2 separate regions of the Rattus norvegicus genome follow, and region 2 is linked to region 1. A link is a contact called in public Hi-C data. All regions are on one chromosome and are shown on one strand. Each heading gives the region's core, a stretch centred on a gene start, on an enhancer-like site or on the middle of the called end of the contact. The rest is flanking DNA. Distances are from core to core; before and after follow the strand shown. Region 1 overlaps Slx9 (SLX9 ribosome biogenesis factor). Region 2 overlaps Adarb1 (adenosine deaminase, RNA-specific, B1).

Region 1 (7,531 bases), core at 2,468-4,967:
CTCACTAGAAGACTGCAGCAAACAAACCACTCCATTTCCAGATTATCATCTCGACTCTGGTGTGAGCAGGATGAGGCAAGCCCTGCGAGAAGAGCCAGGGTGGGGTAGGCGCTCCCAGAATGAAGGCTGTGAGAGCATGCAGACAGCCCTGCCTGCCAGGCGCTCTTGGAGATCGCTCTTGGTCATGGTGCAAAGGCCACTGGGAATTGTTGGGGAAAGAGGTCATTAGGAGCCCTAGGCTGGGCGATGTGGTCCCAGGAGACCCAGAATGCACTTACACAGTCCCCTCAGGCATCACGATAGGTTCCTGACCTTCCCTCTGCTTAGCCAAATGAGTGCAATGCAGGCTCCCCCTCTTCTGAGCAGCAGCCCTCCATGTGGGCTCATACTCTGGCCAGCAGAGGGCAGCAGAGCCTCATTTCCTTCTTAGGTCCTGGGACAGACAGAGGACCTGGGGGAAGCCACTTCCTCCTGTGTGTAGAACCCTAGGAGGATGAGTCTCTTTAGGAATTTGTTTAAAAGGCTGCTGTGAAGTCAGGGCCATGACAGCCCATAGGACATGCTCGTCACTGTTTCCACTCAACCACAGGCTTAGCCTGCGCACATACCAGGGAGTTACGGGAACACGCTCTAGGAGCAAGTCACAGCAAGAGTTGACCTTGGCTGCAGTGTGTGTGTGCTGGCTGCTGGGCTGTGACAGTGCAGGAGGAGGAGGCACTCTTCGAAAGTGCTAGGCTGACATATTGGTGTTCAAATCTTGTTGAGACACCGACTCACAGTTAACAGTTACAGGCCAGTAACTGTTTCTGTGTGTGTGTCCCTTCCAGTGACGTTCCTTGGGACCCTGGTTACCTAGTTGTGGAGTGTGAAAGGGAAGTGTTTGTCTGTGCAGCAGGGAGCCAGCCAGGGCCAGGTTCTGTCCCACTTCTTCCTGCAGCTTTAGTTTAAGATGCCTGTCGGGGCCTGTCAGACTCTCACCAGAGCTCGAGCATAGAGGTTGGTAATGAAGCAAGGCCACATCTGTGATAGCCACAGGAGCACGTTCCAAATAGCATGACAGGCCACACTTTGATCAGGCTAAAGGTGCCTGTTTTAAGGCTGTTTAAACAGTTTAAGCACGAAGCCACAGAACCTGTAGTAGAGCGTGTGTGTGGGCTCACCACTTGCGTGCCCACTGTGCTCTGTGGTGGGCCGTGTTGAGTGCCCACTTCCACCCAGTAGGGATTGCCCTTCTGTGCTGGCGGTCAGGCTGGGACTGCTATGGAACCTGTATCCGTAGACCCCAGGAAACAGGATCTAGTGGATAGGGCTCCTGGGGTCCTGGCATGCTATAATTGGATATGGCTCCTCCCTGCCCCACTAGAGGCCTGGCCTTGGCTCTGTAAGTATGGAGCCAACCCTGTAGCAGAGGCTTGACCATTAGGGTCCAGCCTCTACTTAAGAGTTGTATGAAAAGTAAGGGATAAGCATCATTAGGACCCTGCCTTGGTGACCTGCTGAGCCTGGTTCAGTGTGACTCCTGTATGTGATGTTATGTTAACTGTCCACCATGTTCACGTGGGGCCTTATGCGTGTTCCCTGGTCTATTCAGAGCCACACGCCCATTTGCTCTCAGGACCCACCTGGTCCTTTAGCCTTGGGTACTCAGAGAGTCCTCACTGCTTTGTCCCAGGCCATTTCACCTGGTGACAGGTAGCTTCAAAGAGACGTCATTTCTCCTCATACGCTCTTGTTTGCGACCAGAAGACTCAGGAGCTCTTCTGTCCTTACAGGTTGTCCCCAGCTGCTGGGGACCTCCAAGGGAGGTGACCTCATGCCTACCACCAGGATATTGAAGGCTGTTTAGCTGTCTAGGGGCATCTGTTCCCTGCTTGGGGTGTTTGGGACACTCGTTGGCCTGAGGAGGACAGGCAGGAGTGGGTGTCACCTGAGCATGTACTGTGGACCAAGTGGCTGGGCTATTTTGGGTCCTCAGCATATTTCTGCTGTTCGAGGAGCTTGACTGGCAGTGTCCCACTGAGGCTCTCGGCTCCTCGCTACGTCATCCATCAGCAGCTGGGCTAGAGGGCAGCTGTAGGTTTTGAGATAAAATGGGGGCTGTGAGGGGATTGTACAAGAAGTAGAAAGGCTTGCTTGTATGTGCTATGTGCAGATGTCACCGTTCAGTTAGCAGATCCTTTCCTATGACCTTGACCTTTGACCTGGCTGCCTCCCGTCGGATACCCCTGTCCTGTGTATTTCCCAGACTCCACAGGGAGATGCCATCGTTTTAGGGCCTTGGCAACCCCAGGGACTTTGTAGGGTTCTCCTGGCCCACTCACTGGTACCCAGGTGCCTTCCTGAGCCACTGCCTCTGCCCACAGCCAGGAAGCAGAGAGGGGTGGATATTTGAGTTCAACTCACTCTCCTTTCTGCAGTCCGGGCTCCAGGCCTTGAGTGGAAGGGGAAGGCGTGGCCTGTGTTTAGGGGGTTAGGTCGTTCCTCCCACCTCCTTATCCTCATTAGACAGTCCTCACCCTTTCTCCCGTTTACGCTTAACTTCGTGTCTTATTGCCAGTCTATGTACAGCACACATATGTACACGTGCACAGGTGCAAGCACACGAGCTGCCTCATGTATCTGGAGGTCACACGGCAACGTGAGAGAGTTGACTGCTGCCGTCTGCTGGTCCAGGGTTCAAACACTGCAGCTTGAACTGCCAGCACTGAGGCTGCCTGACCTCTCCAGCCCACTTGCTTTTTTCCTGAAACAGAGTCTCACCCTGGTGCACACTGACCTTGAACTCACAGCAGTCTTGCCCCGGCCTCTCCAGCACTGCTTATCCGAGCTATGTTGTCATAGTACTGAAAAGCTGACCAACACAGAATGCTTGCCCCTGTCCCTCGTTGCTGTGGCTACTGAGCTTCCCCAGAGGCCTGGTGGTGACATCTCCATCTCTCTCTGGTGCTGGGAAATCCCAGTGCAGGGCTAAGGTCACTGCTGTTCTCGCCCTTCCTGTCTGTCCAGTAGCCTTGCTTGCTCTGTGGCAGTTGGCTTAGGTCTTGCTTTGTTGCACGTTTTCTTTTAAACGTTTTGCTCCCTCAGGCTCAGCACCCGTTCCAGGTTCCAGTTCTCTGGTAAAGAAGCTGGGGCGGGGCTGGGGATTTAGCTCAGTGGTAGAGCACTTACCTAGGAAGCACAAGGCCCTGGGTTCGGTCCCCAGCTCCGAAAAAAAGAACCAAAAAAAAAAAAAAAAAAAAAAAAAAAAAGAAGCTGGGGCTGAGAGGTCCTGCCCCAGTACAGCAGTTGCTACTGTCAGGCCTCAGACATGCTTGCTGGGCCCTGTCTCCTTCCTTCATAGGACGAGGGCCTCGGCCAATGCTGCGACAACTGGTAGTCAGGGAGAAGCTGGAAGCAGCAGCACTTCAGAGCTCCATTGTCCCCCAGCTAGGGCTGGGCTGCTGTTCTGTCACAGTGGCTCCTGGGAAGCTCCCTTTGTTTGGGCAGCAGCCACAGCTCATTCTGTGTACCTACTCCAGCCAGCACAGGCCTGCTCTGGTCTCCAGCATCCCTGTCACCATCATGGAGGTTCTCCATGCCTGTCTGGTTACTGCCTGCTTCTGGGCCTGTCTTTCTGCCCACAGGGAGTAACCGTCAGTCAGCCTGTGCAGAGTCCAGTGAAGTGAGGGTGAATGCAGTGCCAGGCAAGCGGGATCCGAGGGCTGTGTCAGGGCTCAGCTTCTGCATGACCTCAGCATTCCAAACCCTTTGCATCTGCAAGAACAGCCTGTTCGGTTCTGTCTCTGGAGCGACGGAGGGCTAAAAAGGTCACATTCTAGCTAGCGTTCTCAGTTAGCTCGTTCCGAAATCCTTCTGTGTGGTGCTGGGTATGTTATTGCTAGAGCTGGTCTCCACTGACCTTGGTGTTATTTTTACTTTGGAGTAATTGCAGAGTTACCAAAAGTTGAGAGAATCATCTGGAGAGAATTACTTCCTGTCCCCTGGGATGTCCTACCATTGGGTACTTCTGTGTGGCCTCCCCCCCCCATGCTGCCCCCAAACTGTCTTGGCTGTGCCAGGCCCATTTTTCTTACAAGTTTCCATGCACCTCAGAAAATCCCCAAGTCCCACCCCAGCCTGACATCCCACACTTAGGCCCGTTGTCACCTCACTTGTGGTTTGACATTGCTTCTAGTCATGTGACATCTGCCTAGGTATGCACTGGAGTGCAGTGGAGTGCATTGGATGCTCCGTCTGTTGGACCAGCTGGAGGAGTAGCTACTGAGCCCTGGGCCCTCTTACCCCAGCCAGGCCCAAGCTGTGCAGCCCCAGGCTAGAAGCATGGGCACCAGACCCCAGCACCGTGACCCTAACTGCGTCACCAGCTGCCGAGGCTTTGTGCCCGCTCCCTGAACAAAGGCTGGGCTAGCTTACCAGGATCTCCAGCTTCTCCTCACAGGACTTGCTTCTGCCTTGTTTATCCTTAAACACACAGGTTCTCCATTGCACAGTCCAGGAACATCTAAATGTTTGAAATGGCAGGAGACTGTTTTCTACAGATGTTCTTGGAAGCTAAAACCATGTTCTCTCTGTGGCTAAAACCATGTCAGCCCTGGGAAAGGCAGTTAAGGCCAAGGGCATGGACCATCTTTGTGTCGCTGTGGGACAGACTAGCAGCAGAGATTCCAGTGACCTGATCCCCACCCAGCCGCCCAATGCCCAGTAACCAGTGAGGGGCTCCTCTTCCTGCCTCGTAGTTCCTCAGTTCCATGCTTAGGGCAGGGCTGCTGCTCTGGCTGGGCAGTGTCCCTAGCTGACTCCAGCTGTCCTAGGACTGGGCTGAGGCCATCCTTAGAGAAAAGAAGCCTAGCTAGCATTGTCCCGGCCCCCTCAGAGCCAGCCCATCTGTGTCGTCAGTGCTTTCTGCTCACACAGCCCCGGTTGTCTATGCCCCATAGTCAGTCAACTTCTGGTTAAATTGGACAGGTCCAACTGATGTTCCCACAGAGCATGCAGTGGTAGCCTTGGGTTTTTTCCTTTGAGAAGAGGGACCATGTCATCTGGCTCCTGGTGCAGATATATCTCCACTTGTGTTCTCTTTTTTTTTTTTTTTTTTTTTTTATTTAGAGAATACTTTATTAGTTTTTGTAATCAAACCCACGTATATAAGACCTTACATATTTAATACAGTGTGTTACCCCTGTACAAATGGAAAAAACTTAAGTTCAACATTTCTAGACCAATATGGCTGTTAATTTCTGTACAGTGCCAACTCAACACAGTAAACGGGGATACTTTTTTCGAAAGTTGACAGCACAGGTAAAGTTTCAAAAAATTCAAATTATATATCTGTATATATATATTTATATTTATATAAAAAGACCAATAATAGCAGTGTGTTATGCATCAACAGCAGCAACAGCTTTTCCAGGTTCTGCAGTCATCTGACCAAAACTGTAGAGACATCCAGCACACTCCATTAAAAAAAAAAAGTAAAAAAACAAAACCCGAGAAAACAGCACAGTTCTGTTACTCTTGTGGTACCTGGCACCATTTTTTTTTAAATTAGCTTCTCAATCATCATCTGGAAAGAAAACATTCTGAGCAACATCATTAAAAACAGCTCTGATAAAGCACGGTCACTACTACGTATCATAAAGCAGGTACAAGCTATTTTACATCCACAGAGGTATGATACAGTACTGTCCTACATCTATAATACTAGAGGATACAATTTAAAAGGCATTATTTGAGACTTGATTCTACTTTTCCAGCAGAGGGCCCAAAGGATGGTGTGACACAGCTTTGTAAAGAAACATACTCTAGACAGGATTTCCTTTCACTAGTGGCACACTTCTAAGGATTCATTCTCTCCATGAATGTCAGCTAAAACCGTTATTAAAAAAAATGAAATATCCCTAGAACAAAACCGTATAACCACCGGATTCACATGAAGATGACCTAGTGGAGACAAGCTGGACCTCACCTTACCAACAAGCTATCAAATCTGTTATGTTTAAACAGTGAGACCTCCAAGGAAGGAGATGCCAAGTAGTGCTTCAAAGCTTCGGACCACAATCAAACACAGCATCCTTTTCAACAGAAGCAGAAGCTCATCTGAATATGCTCATGGATGCTGACATCAACATTTAATCATCTCCTCACTCATCCAGGAAGAGGGGGAGATCAGTTACTACTGTACTTTAATGTGTTCAACCAAATCACCATATTACAAAAATAGCAAGCTGCCATAATAAAAAATAAGGCTCCTCTATCCAGCACCAGATAGCATCATTTTACGTTCAAGCCTAGAAATTGCACACTTGTATATAAACCAACCGAAGATGAGGATTGAGAGTTCATCTTGGTGGATTTTTCCTTTGATGAATATGAAGTGTCCTTCCTTATCTTTTTTGATGACTTTTAATTGAAAATTGATTTTATTTGATATTAGAATGGCTACTCCAGCTTGCTTCTTCTGACCATTTGCTTGGAAAGTTGTTTTCCAGCCTTTCACTCTGAGGTAGTGTCTGTCTTTGTCTCTGAGGTGTGTTTCCTGTAGGCAGCAGAATGCAGGGTCCTCATTGCGTATCCAGTTTGTTAATCTATGTCTTTTTATTGGGGAGTTGAGGCCATTGATATTGAGAGATATTAAGGAATAGTGATTATTGCTTCCTGTTATATTCATATTTGGATGTGAGGTTATGTTTGTGTGCTTTCATTCTCCTTGTTTTGTTGCCAAGACGATTAGTTTCTTGCTTCTTCTAGGGTATAGCTTGCCTCCTTATGTTGGGCTTTACCCTTTATTATCCTTTGTAGTGCTGGATTTGTAGAAAGATATTGTGTAAATTTGGTTTTGTCATGGAATATCTTGGTTTCTCCATCTATGTTAATTGAGAGTTTTGCAGGATACAGTAACCTGGGCTGGCATTTGTGTTCTCTTAGGGTCTGTATGACATCTGTCCAGGATCTTCTGGCCTTCATAGTTTCTGGCGAAAAGTCTGGTGTGATTCTGATAGGTCTGCCTTTATATGTTACTTGACCTTTTTCCCTTACTGCTTTTAATATTCTTTCTTTATTTTGTGCGTTTGGTGTTTTGACAATTATGTGACGGGAGGTGTTTCTTTTCTGGTCCAATCTATTTGGAGTTCTGTAGGCTTCTTGTATGCCTATGGGTATCTCTTTTTTTAGGTTAGGGAAGTTTTCTTCTATGATTTTGTTGAAGATATTTACTGGTCCTTTGAGCTGGGAGTCTTCACTCTCTTCTATACCTATTATCCTTAGGTTTGATCTTCTCATTGAGTCCTGGATTTCCTGTATGTTTTGGACCAGTAGCTTTTTCCGCTTTACATTATCTTTGACAGTTGAGTCAATGATTTCTATGGAATCTTCTGCTCCCGAGATTCTCTCTTCCATCTCTTGTATTCTGTTGGTGAAGCTTGTATCTACAGCTCCTTGTCTTTTCTTTTGATTTTCTATGTCCAGGGTTATTTCCATGTGTTCTTTCTTGATTGCTTCTATTTCCATTTTTAATTCCTTCAACTGTTTGATT
Region 2 (7,587 bases), core at 778-3,277, 230 kb after region 1:
TGATGGAAATGTCTTGGCTACCTCAGCAGGTGAAGAACATGAGTGTCTGTGTTCAGAGCATGCAGCTAAACCTGAAGTTTTAAGTCCATACCGCAGTATCCCTCAGGATTACTCAGACCGCCGTCACAGGGCTGCAGCTACACAGCAGGAAGACATTGTGGCCGGGAGCCTTGGCTGGGCTATCTTGTTTCTGCAGAGCCGAGACTCTCCACTTAGATGTAGGCAGCGTGAGTGTGGCGTCCACGCCGTTAGCCACTCATGATGTCAGGAGGTAGCACGTCTCCTAGCGAGAGACACCAAAGAACAACTTTAAAGCTGAATCTGAGTCTCTCACCATTCTGTTTCGAAGCTTTTCCTTTAGTAATTAAAACCTGTCTAAGAGCGCAGGCCCCCATCTTGTAAGGCATTGCTCTCTGTTTATTTTATCACCCAGCTCCTCTTGCCTCCAGACTGTACGTGCTGCTTGGTTTTTAAACTTTAGTTTCAGACAGGTGCACCAGGGGCGGGCAGCCACCAGAGGGTCAGGAACGTGGGGTGAGCTGCACGTCACCCTGCCCCAAGAGTAAATACACACAGTGCAGGAGCAGCTTGTCACTTCCAAAAGACTCCAGAAATGTCAGCTCCTCCACTCGGAACTTTGCTCCAGAGAGAGAAGTAAAATGAGCTGAAATTCAAACCTGTCACGTCCTCGAAATCAGGGAACCTCTCAGAAGATCCCTTCATGCTCCCTCATTCCCCAGACTGCACCGGGAGAAGGGCAGAGTGTATGCGTTCAGTGTGCACAGCTTGTATGTGTCCTTGTCTCTCGGCACATCTGTCGTGTGACAGTCTCCCCAAGGCTGAGGGGGTGGCCACCCACTCTGCAGCTGTGAACTGCTCCACACTGGGGCTACTGGGGTCATGTGGCATTGGGAAATTGGAATTAGGAAGCCTCTGACCCGTCAGGGACCATGAATGAGGGAGTTCGTCCCATGGTCTGACCGATCATGGCTGGCTCCTCAGTGCACTTTCCGCTCAGCCGCTGGGGGAATGTCCACATCTCTGTGGTAGTACCTGTTCGTTCTGTTTGCTGTTTGAATGGCAAGTGCCCAGCCTCAGAAGCACTTAATTGTCGCCACAGCAGGCGCTGATGGTACACAAGGAACTGATGGGCCATTCTACTGAATGGAACGCAGTAGGTTAAAAGCACAGTTTGAGGAATGTTCACGGAATAAGCCCCTAAAAGCTGTTAGCTTTTCCAGGCTTTGGGTTATGTACTTTTAATTTGATTTTAGAGTTTGGACACTTTACATGAATGTAATTCAGCCAAGAAACGTGTTGCTAAGATACAATCCTCAGTGTTCTCTGTATGTATATTTATGTATATACCACATGTTACAGCCTGCATGAGCTTCCTCACACCGAGCCCAGCCGGAACTGAGCATGAAATGCTGTCACATGTAGACAAAGGACTGAGATGTTCTCAATAAAGACTAAGACGTTTCACTACGACTTGCCTCGGACATTTTCCTTTTCACCGTGTCCTTGCTCCCACCGCTCTTGATCACGATTTGAAAGGTGTGGGCAGCTGCCGCCCGAGAGCTGCCGGCCTTGAGTGTGTCTGGATGTGTAACCTCCTGTACACCACACCGAGGGCTCGGCGGATTCTTCCACCTCTGCTACAGGGTGCTGTAGAGGAAGGACCTTCATGATCCCGGGAAAGATGGCTCCAAGACTGTTGTAATGTGGTCTCGAGAATGTGTGTGTGTGTGTTCTGTAAGAGAGCAGGGGAGTGAATCTACAAGGACGGAGGTAAAGCTGTGGAACCTAGCATGGCTTTTCCTGTCCCGTTGAAAACACCTATTCAGTTGATGTTTCCGTAATTAAATATGAAATAAATATAGGAATGTTTTTAAAGAGTCACAGTCATACGCACCAGGTATCTTTTAAAAACAGCAGCACAGAGACATGACCTGCCCCTCTGTTTTGGAACTGGTCAGGGAGTAAAACCAGTTAGTTCAGCTGAGAGTTTCTCTACGAAGTGAAACACGTGTGCCTTTGGTTGTTTATCTCAGGCTGAAAACAGGGGAGCCAAAGTGGAGGCATACAACGGTTAACCTGGGTGACCTCTCCACTCCTTTCATGCCCTCTCCAGGGTCAGAAGGCTGCTTGGGTAGGTCTCAGGTAACTTGCTTCTCCACTTGTGTCTTTTATTTTGTGTGAACAAACTGAATGTTCTTTATAGTATCAAAGATACGGGGCTGGAGAGATGGCTCAGCAGCTAAGAGCACTGACTGTTCCTCCAGAGGTCCTGAGTTCGATTCCCAGCAAGCATATGGTGGCTCACAACCATCTGTAATGGGATCCGATGCCCTCTTCTGGTGTGTCTGAAGACAGCGACAGTGTACTCATATATATAAGTAAATAATTCTTTTTTAAAAAAGAATACCAGAGATGTACAGCTACTTGACTTAACATTTTAGCAGTCTGTTTACCACTCTAGCTGGCAGTTGAGCCTGGGAGAATGGATCCTAAAAATAAGGTATACTGCAGTCTCAGGCAAGAGCCAACTTTACTCAGAGCACCAGACGGTGCACACTCTCGAGTTAAGAATGGTCACGTGAGCAAAGTTCTCAGGAGTTCAAGCTGAATATAATCACAGTGACACGTGGCAAAAACATGTTCTTTATAATCTGAAGTAAACTCACGCCTCTACGCCTGGGAGGAACACAAAAGAAAGTTCTGTGGTTTTGAAGAAACTGAGGTCACAAGACTCTGGTCTTGGTGTTTTTTTTGTTGTTGTTGTTGTTTGTTTGGTTTTTTTTTTTTGGTTGTTTGGGTTTTTTGTTGTTTTAATTTTCTCACAAGCACTCAGAATTCCCCCTCACACGACTCCATTCTTGGACTGTGTTCGAACAGCAACCCATCCCTTCCTTTTCTGTAAATACGAAGGAGTATTTGATGAGGATGCTAACAGATAAGACAAAGGCTACGATACAGTTAGAGTGCTCGCCTCATGTGGGAGAAGCCCTGAGTACCATCCTCAGTCCCACAGAAACTGGAGGGAGGAGAGAGAACACCCGTGCAAACAAACACCTAGGAGTGGTAAGCGGGAGGACTCGAGTCCTCTTCTCATTCTTCCCGGTGCATAACCTGAACGTTCACCTGTGGGTTTCATGAGGTTGTTACAAATTAAGACTCCTTTCCTTTGGATGAGCCAAGTCGCTGTATTAGATCCACATGTTTAAAAACCTGACCTCCTCACCCTCAGTAATTTCTTTCTTCCAGGCCATCTACTATAATTCATTTCTCATGGTTGTCTTTTCCAGTGTCCCTAGAAAAGCTTGCTAACACCCTTGTTTCTTTCTACTAGGAAAGTAGGTCAGGTTTTTTTCTGATAGAAAATAGGTCTGACTTGGTTCACCGGTGTGACAAGAAGGATTAGGTCACATGGAGGACATGTGCCATAAATAGAAGGTGCTAAGTCTGCAGTCACACAGTTGCAACGAAAGTACATTTGAAATGATGGTGCAAGGGAGGCATCTTATCAATATTAAATTGGCTGGGGATGGGAGGAGCACTGAAATTTGCATCTCAATGTCCCAGACCCCTTCTGAATATATGAGGCTTAACAAGGTGACAGTCACAGGTAATTGGCAGTCCCTTGATAAGTGGTGTCATAAATACCATGACAGATCCTTCAGCCTGCCAAGTGCGTTCTAATCCTTTGCTTTAAAACACTTGAATAAAAAAAACCTCACTGATTTGACAGATGACAAAGCCCTAAAACCGTTCTCATGACTTTAAAAATTTTTAAAGCACCAGATTGGAAGGATATTACGTAGAAATTCAGAACACCATGGAGATCATTGCTCTGGGTTTGTTTTTTTTTTTTAATTAATTCAGTTTTCTTAACACACCCACAACAACAAAGCTAGACTATAACCGAGGCTACACTCTGCCACAGAGAAACGGGGACCTCGTGATCCTTTGCTATAAGTTGGAAAAGCCCGGATCAACCCATTAGGCGGTACTAGGTCAATGAAATTTCATTTCCGCCTTACCTGTGTTTTTGAAAACCTGTGATGTGGGGGCTGGAGAGATGGCTCAGTGGCTAAGAGCACTGACTGCTCCTCCAGGGTCCTGAGTTCAATTCCCTGCAACCACATGGTGGCTCACAGCCATCATAATGGGCTCTCATGTCCTCTTCTGGTGTCTCTAAAGAGAGCGACAGTGTGCTCACATAAATAAAATACATAAATAAATCTTTAAAAAAGAAAAGAAAAAGAAAAACAGCGATGTGTGAAAATAATGTGATTCCAGACTATTATTAACAAAGCCTTTGACCAGACTAAATTTAAGTTTTGATTCATAAGACATTTTATAGTAGAGAAATTAGGATGACTACAACTTTAAGAAGAAAGGGAACATTATATGGTGTCAACTTCTCTGTCCAGGTGAAGTCTCCATTCAAGAAAGTCAGCTTTCTGAAGGGCCAAGAACCTGTTCTCCTGCTAAACAGAGGCAGAAGTGGACAGTGGTGTGGGGAGACGCCCCCTAAATCAGATCCCAGCAGACCAGTCACTCATCCCTCCAACACATGTTTTGAAGCTGTTTCCTAAGCAAGAGCTGGTTGCAAGGAGAGCCAGAGCGGTGACCCCAAAGCCAGGAAGGAGAAGAGGTGCAGGCAGAGAACATGTCCTAGAGCCAGGTAGGGCTGCATAAGAGGAAGAGGCTGGGATGACTCGGAGTAACTACAAATGTAGATTCTAAAGGAGAAATGTAAGGGTTAAGAGATAATGAACAAGGGGGCTGAAGAGATGGCTCAATGGTTAAGAGCACTGACTGCTCTTCCAGAGGTCCTGAGTTCAAATCCCAGCAACCACATGGTGGCTCACAACCATCTGTAATGGGATCTGATGCCCTCTTCTGGTGTGTCTGAAGACAGCTACAGTGTACTCCTATATAACAAATAAATCTTTGAGAGAGAGAGAGAAAGAGAGAGAGAGAGAGAGAGAGAACAAAAGCAAAGTTTCTGCTGCAAGTTCCTTCTGAGCCTGCCATGACCTCCCCAGTGTGGGTGGGGGAGAGAGGATTTAAGGTAGATTTCCAGCAGACTCTACTGCTCTAAAGACCCCCAGAGTGCTCCCTGAACCAGGCCATCAGTGAGTGTCTGCTGAGCTGCGGGCTTGAAGTCTTCTAAGGCCAGGGTCCCTCTGCTGTGAGTACATCCTGCCCTTCCACCTCAGTCTCCTTAAACTGCAGGAGATGGATTTCTCCTCAGCAAAACCAGACAGAGAAGTTGCATGAGAAGATGCCCGAGGGTTTATGAGGAGATGGGATCGTTTTAAGCCAAGTCAGAGGATGACCTGTGTTTTCTTTTTCACCCTGAATTAAACAACTTAATGCTGATGACCCAGAGAGATACAGAATCCATTCCAGACATGGATTTGCCTCTTGTTATGCATTCCAGAACTTTCCCTATAAACATCGCCTCATCCTCAGCGACCTGTGCAGTAATTTATTTTTTCTGAAAATCGTACAAAAAATATAGTTGAAGGCTGCCTTTTCCTGCCATGTGTCAGATTCCCTTGTATTTAGCTGTTACCAAGCAAAAAAACGCTGTCAGCTGAGTATTGTCACCTGCCAGGCAGGGCGCTGTCAACCCTGTCACTTAGCCCCTCATCTTCTCTGAGTAGATGTGCGGCACACTCCTATCCACTCCCATCACCTGCCCCTGTGAATGGAAGGGAGGGGAATCTCTTTAGAACTACCTCTGTGTGCCCATACTGAAACAGTGGACATAACTGATGTCTAGCGACAAGGATGGTGACGCAGCTATGTTGTTTTGATATTTTTGTTGTTATTGTTTGTTGTTGGATTCAACTTTGTGCTTACTATCTGGTGACAACTAGGAGAGACCACAGAGTGCCACCATCCCCATAGCAGGCTCTCTCACCTGGCCATCCTAATGGCCTGGAAGCCCAGGAGTGTTGCCTTGGGAATTGCTCAGGACATTTGTCACAGGAAGATAAGGAGGCTCTTTGTGGTGATTCAAATATGCCTGGCCCAGAGAGTGGCACTATTAGGAGGTGTGACCTTGTTGGAATAGGTGTGGCTTTGTTGGAATAGGTGAGTCACTGTGGGCATGGGTTTTAAGACCCTCACCCTAGCTGCCAGAAAACCAGGATCTGCTAGCAGCCTTCAGATGAAGATGTAGAACTCTCACCTCCTCCAGACCTATGCCTGCCTGGATGCTGTCATGCCCCTGCCTTGATGATAAGGGACTGAACCTCTGACCTATAAACCAGCTTCTATTAAACGTTGTCCTTCTAAGAGTTGCCTTGGTCATGGTGTCTGTTCACAGTAGTAAAACCCTAAGACACTCTTGAAGCTACAGAACATTGGCACATTAAGACGGTTTGGTGAAAAGGACCCTGTACTGGGTCTGCCTCTTAGAAGGAAGATCAACAGTGGATCAGTCAAAGAATCAAGGGACTTAGGCTGAAAGCTTTTCTCCTCTCTCTCAGTGAGACTGTTACAAGACAGAGTCAAAGCCAGACAGCTAACTCTTTTTTTTAAAGGTTTATTTATTTTATGTGTACACTGTAGTTGTCTTCATGCACACCAGAAGAGGGTGTCGGATCCCATTACAGATGGTTGTGAGCCACCATGTGGTTGCTGGGATTTGAACTCAGGACCTCTGGAAGAGCAGTCAGTGCTCTTAACCACTGAGCCATCTCTCCAGCCCCCAGACAGCTAACTCTTACGTAGTCATCTGGAATCGGAATTCAATTTGTGCTCGTGGCTGAGAGAAAAGTTGGTAGCACACCCATGGGACCTTGAGACATGGAAACTATAGAGATGAGACCATGGCACCCATATGAATAAGACAGGAAGGTAACAATGGTGAGGTGGGGCTGGAGAGATGGCTCAGCAGTTACGAGCACAGACTGCTCTTCCAGAGGTCCTGAGTTCAATTCCCAGCAACCACATGGTGGCTCACAACCATCTGTAATGGGATCTGATGCCCTCTTCTGGTGTGTCTGAAGAAAGCTACAGTGCACTCAAAGAAAGAAAAGGAAAGAAAGAGAAAGGAAAGAAAGAAGGAAAGAAAGAAAGAAGGAAAGAAAGAAAGGAAGAAGGAAGGAAAGAAAGAAAGAAAAAAGGAAGGATGGAAAGAAGGAAGGAAGGAAGACAGGCAGGCAGGCAGGTCAGACCCGAGAAGGTAAGGGAAGAGTCTTAAGTAGCAAGCTGATCTCAAAGGGCTGCACAACACTGCATCACCATGTTATTTCAGGAGAGGCAAAACTATGGGAACAGTAGAAAGATCCGTGTTATTCCAGACAGGACTGGAGAGAGGGAGGGATGACTGTGTAAAGACCTAAACAAGGGTTTTAGGGCACCAAACTGTTCTGTTGTTAGCCCCTGACCATGGCTTGGTTGTGCTGGACACAGGGAGACAGTGCCACATTTTATATATATGGAAAAGGGAATGTATCTATAGTTTTGCAAAACTCGAAGAAACTCCCAGTTTGTTTCTGCCTTGCCCGCAACAGTGTTACAACTTCAGAAAAGTTGAAACAAAAGCCAGACAGCGTGAGTATG

Evidence for each region. Hi-C and Micro-C count contacts between places; a contact is called where the count stands out from the background.
Region 2: a Hi-C map of psoas muscle shows a contact between it and region 1, with 5 times the contacts expected there. The contact joins two enhancer-like sites. A contact is called at or near these places in 11 of 12 Hi-C or Micro-C datasets (the A7r5 cell line, the Rat2 cell line, Schwann cells and 6 more).

What each region holds. Positions count from the first base shown.
Region 1 is chr20:11,120,919-11,128,449 of GRCr8, forward strand. All of the region lies in intron 2 of Slx9 (SLX9 ribosome biogenesis factor), which reads left to right. Among named protein-coding and RNA genes, the nearest start is that of Slx9, 10 kb to the left of the region's middle. Within about 2 kb of position 3,718, at least 47 of the 93 cell types and tissues checked have an H3K27ac peak or open chromatin away from gene starts, as enhancers often do.
Region 2 is chr20:11,348,929-11,356,515 of GRCr8, forward strand. It overlaps Adarb1 (adenosine deaminase, RNA-specific, B1), which reads left to right. Exons shown (of 11, transcript NM_001111055.1): 11 at 1-1,488. Among named protein-coding and RNA genes, the nearest start is that of Trnaa-agc36, 6.1 kb to the right of the region's middle. Within about 2 kb of position 2,028, at least 3 of the 93 cell types and tissues checked have an H3K27ac peak or open chromatin away from gene starts, as enhancers often do.